Regions from separate parts of the Rattus norvegicus genome. Here all the other regions are linked to region 3. Evidence: chromatin contacts called from public Hi-C data. All regions are on one chromosome and are shown on one strand. Each heading gives the region's core, a stretch centred on a gene start, on an enhancer-like site or on the middle of the called end of the contact. The rest is flanking DNA. Distances are from core to core; before and after follow the strand shown.

Region 1 (2,700 bases), core at 42-2,541, 88 kb before region 3:
CATACTTCTGATTCTTGGAACAAAGTTTTCTATTTTTTCTTATTGATCAGCAAATTATTCTTCTCCTCTACCCACTAATGCCTGTTTAAAGTCCTCCAATACATAATTATGGCAAGATCTCCTCCTCCTACCACTGAGAACCTGTAACTATTAGGAACTGAATGAGGGTCTCACCTGTCGTTGTTCTAACATGGCACTAGCAAGCCAACTGGAAGGCTTTTGCTCATCTCACACAATGATAAATAAGCAGAAGCAGGATTTAAATCTACAAAGTTGTGACATGCACTTCCTAAGAGAACCATTTTTATAATGAATTGAAGACCAAATATTTCTACTTTTGCTGTCTAAATCTAAGCTCTCTGCTCTATCAATGACGTTGTGTACATATGATATTTTTGTATCTATGCTCATGGAGAAATCAGTCTGTACTTTAAAAAGTCTGAACTATTTTTTAAAAATAGCCTACAAAGCATTAGGCTTCATTTTTGCATTGTCAGATATAATTTATTTGTTGATTCTCTTCCCTTGGTTCTTCCTCATCTTTGTGTTCTTCCAGCCAGTTGCCTACACTGTGTTCTGTCACCCTCCTCTTCTAGTTGCATGACCTACAACCATTCCAGCACACACAGAGCCCTTCTGTAAAGCAGTAAGAGGGCAGTTCTAAGGCAACATTTCCAAAGGTGTTTTTGATCCTGGCAGCACAGTCCAGAGTGACCCCACTGCAATCTTTCTATTCTGATGATGGCTCTGTGCTTTTGGGGCACACTTCCATAGTTTTTAGTGACAGCCAATCTTAATTCCCTTGTTTGAAACTCTCTTTCTTATATAAGCTTACAAGTGAGTCCCATGAACAGATCTGACCTGAACACAACATCTATTTAGTCCAACTTCTAAACCCTTGCGACATCTTGAACTCTGCACTTACAGCCTTTATCTCAGTGTAACCGCATCTCTTTCCTTTCGGCCCGTACTGTGAGCTTTGTGTCGACAGAGACCTACATTATCTTGTTCTACCCTGGATCTCTGTGTCTTGCTCGGGGAATGTGAAGGGTATGTGACCCAAATGGCTATCAACGGCCATTACAGACAGAAAGGCCCCATCAGTTCGACCTAGTGTTCTATGGCACTATGTTGTAATTTTCATCCTCTATAAAATGGCTTACCCCAAAACTCCAAGGGAAAAAAAAAGTCCTCATCTAAGCCTACAAAACAGAGCTATCTTCAGTATGCTGCAACCTTGAGCAATTTCCGTGAGTAAGTCAGAGCTATAAATAAAATAACAAGAGAAACAGTGGAACAAACGCATCCAAGTGAGTAGCATCATTTAGACACAATGTTCTGTGGGCAGCAATGGTCTCTGGGATACCATTAATGCTTTAACATTTTTTAAGGATCTCTTTGATGGATACCTTTAAAATGAATTAACTGAGTCATCAGGAATCCTGCCTCCTCTCTTCAGGCCATCCTTGCTAGCTGCTGTTGTCTGACTCCTCCGAGGTCTCCAGGACCCACTCAACTGAGCCCTGACCACAGAGATAGAATGTTATCCCGACTCTCTGTGTAGAGCTCTGGCAGTCTGGCTGTGGAGCGCTGAGGCTTGCATAGGAAAGGCCAGGGTTCATTCTGACCACGCACAAAGAGACGGTGGAGGGAGGCCCTTCGGAGTAGCATGCTTGTCCAGGACACCCTATGGTGTACGGTCAGGGACTCTAACCTGCCTGCAGCAGGCACTGTTCCACCACAGGAAGTCAGAGGAGGCTGGGTTCTCAGAGGGGCAGATTCAGTCCCAGATCCTTGTTTGGAGGCAGGTGTGTGACAGCCTGGTTTTCTAACCTAGAGACAATTGAAGCTTTCTCTTCCCCTGAAGGGTGCTGCAAGTTGAGCTTTCCATGTATGCTCCCCTCCCCCACTCCAGGAACATAATTTCAATAAGGATGTAGTTGACAGTTGAAAACAACCCCTCTCCATGCCAGATTTCTCCTTTAAAAGAAGACAGCATTAACCGACAGACACTATTGCAGTGGCTGTCCTGGGTGTTCCACACTGTACCACTAAATTACCTCAACAAGAATGTCAGCCTACTCCAGTCACTGTGGTCTTATCCACTAGAAACAACAGGCCGTGAGGTCAGTGTCAGAGGAAGGAGTGGCAGATTCAGGCCAGATTCCAAACCTTGTATCTGTTTGCAGCAGGGCCAGAGGCCCGTTCCTGCCCTTGTCTGTAAACTACTGAGAGTTTGGTAACAGCAACAGCATAGAGCTAAAAAGTCTGCAAACTAGACTTTATCTCCTCCCTGCTGTGACACTTATAGGTGGTGACAAAACTGTGTGTGGTGGTGCTTCATTAAAGCAAAACAAACCTTGCCTTCGGCTTTACTGTTTAGTCAAACGCTCTCACAGCTCTAACAATTAGAGGGTATTTGTGTTAGTCAGTTTCTGTTGCTGTAACAAATACCTTACTAATGAACTTATAAGGAGAAAAGGTCTATTTTTGGCTTTCACATTTGAAGGTTCCAGTCCATAACTAGCTGGTTCTTGCTTCTGTGGGCCTTGGCAAGGCAGTGTATGAGGGTGGGAGAGTGACATAGTAAAACCTGGAGACCATTGGTCAGGGAAGGAACTGAGTTCCACAGTCTTTATAAAGGGCGTTTCCCAGTGACCCAAAAGCCTCGCCCTAGGCACTACCCCTTAAAGGTACCAC
Region 2 (2,700 bases), core at 92-2,591, 67 kb before region 3:
CTTGTGATGGTTGAAGGCCCTTGTCACCCACCCCTAGAGCAAAGCATTTCTCCTTACTACAACGGTTTAACAGAGGTTGGCCTGCAGTCCCAATACAGCACCCCTGCCTATCAGTGTCAGCGGGAGCTGCCTGTTTCAGGGCATCATTGGAACATGGCTGAAAGAAGTCTTGTTTCTGAAGGCTGAAATAGCTCCGTTTGGTTAAACTAATTCACTGAATCCGTATACCTCCCAGGTCTGTGCTAGATGCTTACAAGGTCATGCGACATACACAGGTGTGGCCACCAGGGGCCTTTAGAAACGAGAGGATAAGCTGGGCATAGTGCCGCACACATTTAAACTTCTGGAAGGCACAGGTAGGTGGATCTCTGTGAGTTCAAGGCCAGGCTGGTCTACATAGCAAGTTCCAGGACGGCAAGAGCTACATAGTGAGACTCGGTCTCAAAATAATAAAAACAAATCAAATAAACACCCCCTCCCCCCCAGTGGAAGAGTTAGAGCCAGAGAAGCCCTGGGCACAAACTGCTGCGGAGATTCTGAAGAGGAGGGGAAAAAAGATGGCCTCCCCAGTGCGTGGAAGGAGGGAGAAGGGGCTGGAGGACAACAGCATTTGAGGGAACAGTGCAGTTGAACAGTGGCTGGGATGTGTGAGTCCTCTACACAAGAAACAGAGGACCGTAAGTCATGTCAAACCTGTATGAGCAGTGCCAGCTTTGTGGGGGACTTGAGGGTCAGCAGGAGCTGAAGGTTGTATTCACATGGGAGACAATGCTAGAAACGTCTGACCAGCAGTTAGGATAAGCAGAGCAAAAGTAACCCGACCTTTACATAGAACCCCCAATGAGAAAGTAGGGTTTCCAGGGCAGGTGACATATCAGGTGGCGTGTGGCAGGACTGAGGAAGTGTCACTAAGAAGACAGGAGTTTTGGGCCAAGGAGGAAAGCCAGGGTGAACGAAGCCCAGCCTGGTGTCCAGTTACAGAGAGAGGCTGAGACCCTGAAATGGGGTATGCAGGACTACTAGGACACTTGCCACCCGGGGTGGAAACCCTTAGCTGAAGGACTGGAACGTTCGCGTCTATGACCTACCGTGCTTCATTTCCTGACAAGGACTTTTAACGTCTGTAGATAAAATCTCTGTGTTTTGCTTGCTTTACACTCACTCGTTGGCCTGAGTCACTCCGAGGGTCAGAGCCCAGGATGTTCTGTAAATGAGTTCTGACAAGCTGGGGGGACTGTGTCATATACGCCCCACTGCAAACTAATATGGCAGTGTCTGAATCATCCCTCCTCTTGCATCCCATGGAAGGCGTGAGCATGCTACGCTCGGTTTGCTGTTGTTCTGTGTCTACTGACAACTACCAGAAGGGTCAGTCAGTCTTTAGAGAAAGCCACCACTCAACTTCCCTGGGTAGTGAGTCACAAAGGCATTCAATGATTCTAATCCCAAGAAACGGCACCCAATGACTTCGGGGAGTGTTATTAGCATCGGACTTGGTTGGAAGGTCTGTTTTCTCCAAAGAGAAAAAGCTCAAATTTACCCCTAGAAGCTAAAAGGGAACCTTTGAGAAGAGCAGAGGTACAAATCCAACATGGAAATCAAATTACGAAGTGAGATGCACATGTTCCCACCTGAGCTATAAACACTCCATTAACAGCGAGGGCACAGGCGGCTTTTCAAGCTTTCCACCCACACTGATCACATTACGTCATAGGTTACACTGGACTGGACCTGGACTCAGCCCCTTCCAGCACCAACTTTCCACTGAGTACCTGGACAGAAGAGACTGAGCGCAGCAGCCAAGAAGATCTGAGCCCAACATGCTACTCCTATCCTGAGCCCCACATAGCATCCCTGTTCTGAACCCCACATACCACCCCTGTCCTGACCCCCCCCCACATACCACCCCTGTCCTGAACCCTACATGCCACTTGTGCTTCGTGTTAGAAGTGAATTTCTTCCAATCCTAGGGTTCCTGTTTGTAGACACAGTAGACAACTGACAGGGTGTACAAGATTAAACAAGCTGAAATGGGGAAGTCACAACTAAGAGAGTTTATAGCTTTTATTATAGTTTTATTAAAGGTATCTCCTTAGTATTTATAGAACCATCAAGGAAAGTCACATTGCATGATGTCAAATAACTACGAATATATTGGTTCATAGTCTCTTTCCATATCTTCCATTAAAAAGCATTTTATATATCTATATCAAAATCACATTTATCTTTTAATAATACTTTGTTAAGAATTAAGAACAATTCCTATTACAATCAGGACAGCAACATCACATCCAACAAAATCAGTAAAACATCATGCTAGCCATTATTACTGGGGTTGAGGAGCAGGGACTGAAGCCAGGGCTCACCCCCAGTGTACCCTAGGTTATTATTTGAAGCAATGAGAAGTAGATTAGCCATGCTGAAACTGTATCAAGGATTGGTGGCAATCTTCAATTTATTCTTTCAGGAAAGTAGATATTTATGTAATGTTTCATTCTTGCTTTGAGTCAAGTATTAATCCCATCTGACCATATATAAGTACAATGGGCTGGCAAGAGTGTCAGGAGGCATACTAAGAGTGGGCTTTGGTATGCTGTGAGAGAAGAGGTGGGAGCAGCTTTTATTAAAACTCTCTCTCTCTTTCTCTCTCTCTCTCTCTCCACACACACACACCTGTTTTCCCTTCAGGCCAGGTATTAC
Region 3 (2,700 bases), core at 31-2,530:
GTTCAATGTCACAACTCTCAATTCAAAGGTGTCCACTTGACTGCCACTACATATTTGCTTGCAGATGTCACAGTGCAGAATAATCTGTGCGTGTGTGGTGGTGGTGGTGGGGGATTCTTGGTTGTTTTCTCGAGGTCAGTTTCAGGAAATACTGGCATTTCTTGGTTCAAAGCTCAGATTGCAAATCAATATGTTTTAGTGGCTTAATTTTTCTTTCTAAGCTGGGAGAGCACTAAGCTAATAATTAACCTTAAACATACCATCACTTCTGCTAAAGATATTTTCTGCACACAGCCCCAAATCACTCGTTGTTGGGTTAAACAGAATAGATGAGCTGTAAAAAGAGGTCGCCAAGAAACGAGATTCTTTTCATTGGGTCACCTGGGAGCTTTTTCTCTGAAATCTGCAGCTTCTGGGTAAACACAGAGAGGGCGGGTAGGAGAGAGCACCCCAAGCAAGATACCACCCAGAGTCCAATTATTTTCGTCAGAAAGTTGCCTAAGATAACTTCAAGATTCCCAGATTGAGTAATTCTTGCGTCCAAGATTACTATCTGTAGGTTTCCACGATGTAAGGAAGGTGTCCTTATTAACTGCACTGCAAGGGTTCTGATTTGCACCTCTCCCGGCGGCGACGGCTGCTGCTGGGGAGAGTGGAGAGCAACGCGCCAGAGCTGCGGCAGCCTCTTGGGCCAACTAGACGGCTAGGGGCGAGGACAGACCCTCCAACACCCCCCACCCCCACCACCGGTCCCACCCTTCCTGGCAACCGTGCGCCCCGCAGGCACTCACCGCTGTCCAGCCGCGCGATCTGGGGCAGCCGGTAGGTGCTGACCAGCAGGTCGAGCGGCATAGCCACTGGGCTCCACTTCACATCCTTGAGGCTGCAGCCCAACGAGGGCGACGGGTCCATCTTCCCCGCCTCCTCCGGCCCCGCGCTCCGGCGCCCGCGCCACCGCTGGCTGGCTGGGGACTCCGTACTCCCGCCGCGGGCAGCCGGACAGCGAGGCACAGCGGCGGGGACGCTGGCGCCCGGCTTCAGCAGCCACACCGAGGCATGGCTGGCGCCCCGCGCCCTCAAGCCAGGAGAGCACTACAGGCGGCCCGGCTAGCTGCGGCGGCTCCCGCTCCGCCTCCGTCTCCCTTGGCCCCGGCTCTGCAATTGCGGCGGCCAGCCGCTCGCCTCCTCCTCCTCGGCCCTCTCCTAGCCTCCGCCTCGAGCACAGTGTGAGGAGGAGCCGCGGGTCCGAAGAACGCCATAGCAGCGCTCCCGGCACTGACTAATCAACAAGGTGCAAGGGACGCCTGCGCAGCCCGCCCCGGCACCGCCCCCGCGCCCGCCTCCCCTTAGGAGGCTCCGCCTTCCTGGAGCATAGGCTCCACCTCCTCAAGGAGGCCTGGCCTCTTTAACTCGGTCCCCGCCCCACGACACTAGCTCTACCCCTCTGAAGCTCGGGCTCTGCTTCCCTGGAACTCGGGCTCCACCTTCACTAGCTCCGCCTCCCTCCCAGTAGGCTCGGCTTTCCACATATCCCGCCCCTACATGACCACACCTTCTCATAGCTCCTCCTTCCCACCATAGCCACGCCCCTTCGTTAATATTCTTCAGGCCCCGCCTCTCGAAGCCCCGCCCCCTGCAGGCTCCGCCTTCGCACATTTACTGGCTAGGCGCTCTGTCTCCCTTCGAGGCGGCTCCCGGGACTGCGGTACCCGCTCTGCTGCGCTCCGCAAGCTTTGGCTCTCGCTCCCCCGTCCGACCGCTCTGGCGCCCTGCAGCCTTTCTCGGCGCGTCCTTGCTAGAGCCGGAGGTGCAGCCCTCTTCGAGGTTGGCAGTGATGAACTCTGATGTTGCCTCTGGCAGCTGCCGGTTGTCCACCTTTTAGTGACCTGGACAGGGAGAGCATGCTGGAGGCCGCTGTGGAGCCAGCCTTCTGAGGTGCTTCCCACCCAACCCCACGACCCCACAGACCAACTGGAAGTTTCTGTGACCAGCCCAAGTGTGACTGCGAGGCAGGGTGCAAAAGGGCCCGAGACACAGAAAGATGAGGAGTGTCACCGTCCAGGAGACCACCCTTCTCCTACGCACAGTGGGAAAGGGCAGGGAGGTTTTGTTCTAAGAACCAGGGATAATTCCCCTTTCCTAAACATGCTACCAGAACTTTTGAGGATGTCACAAAATGGCCCATTTTTTTGGGAGGCAGTGCTAGCATTCAACCGACAGGTTATTTTCTATAATACTGATGTCCACAGTTTTGAAATAGGGTTTGGTTGTTGCTAGCAGATCTCAGATAACAGAAGGGAGTGTGCGAGGTTCCTATTTTTCAGACACGCATCCGTCTTGTGTGTTGATTTTTTTTTTCACATGAAGTTAAACTATTGACATGAGCAGTTGATGAAGGGAACATGTTCCATCAATACATTTTCAGTATTCAGTGCTCGGTGCCCACGGGCCCTGAAAAGATCCCATTGCCTCGTAAAAGGTTAGCTTAAGATATATCTTCCCATAAGCAAGCTAGTGCGTGAGCTTTTGAGGAAAAACAAGAGACTTCCTCACTTCCTTCCCGGGACTCTCACTTCAGAATATTGTTTATATTATCTACTAAATTCTTCTGCTCAACTCTTTCATTCAGTGACATCATGTTAATTTTTTCAGTCGTGAAGAAAAAAAATTACATCAGAGATATGTAAATTTCTGAGATTC

Evidence for each region. A called contact is a pair of places that touch in the nucleus more often than the background predicts.
Region 1: a Hi-C map of liver shows a contact between it and region 3, with 2.7 times the contacts expected there. The contact joins the enhancer-like site here to the promoter of Garem1 in region 3. A contact is called at or near these places in 4 of 12 Hi-C or Micro-C datasets (kidney, liver and mammary epithelial cells).
Region 2: a contact with region 3 is called in a Hi-C map of the A7r5 cell line, with 2.1 times the contacts expected there. The contact joins the enhancer-like site here to the promoter of Garem1 in region 3. A contact is called at or near these places in 3 of 12 Hi-C or Micro-C datasets (the A7r5 cell line, liver and mammary epithelial cells).

Annotation. Positions count from the first base shown.
Region 1 is chr18:12,770,765-12,773,464 of GRCr8, forward strand. The region is part of intron 2 of Garem1 (GRB2 associated regulator of MAPK1 subtype 1); the gene reads right to left. It overlaps LOC120098265 (a long non-coding RNA gene), which reads left to right. Exons shown (of 2, transcript XR_010059638.1): 1 at 1-2,700. Among named protein-coding and RNA genes, the nearest start is that of Garem1, 88 kb to the right of the region's middle. Within about 2 kb of position 1,292, at least 13 of the 93 cell types and tissues checked have an H3K27ac peak or open chromatin away from gene starts, as enhancers often do. A contact at or near this core is called in liver, where this site is marked.
Region 2 is chr18:12,791,645-12,794,344 of GRCr8, forward strand. All of the region lies in intron 2 of Garem1 (GRB2 associated regulator of MAPK1 subtype 1), which reads right to left. Among named protein-coding and RNA genes, the nearest start is that of Garem1, 67 kb to the right of the region's middle. Within about 2 kb of position 1,342, at least 5 of the 93 cell types and tissues checked have an H3K27ac peak or open chromatin away from gene starts, as enhancers often do. A contact at or near this core is called in the A7r5 cell line, where this site is marked.
Region 3 is chr18:12,858,939-12,861,638 of GRCr8, forward strand. Garem1 (GRB2 associated regulator of MAPK1 subtype 1) reads right to left here and starts at 1,281. Exons shown (of 6, transcript NM_001427249.1): 1 at 792-1,281. The coding sequence starts at 912.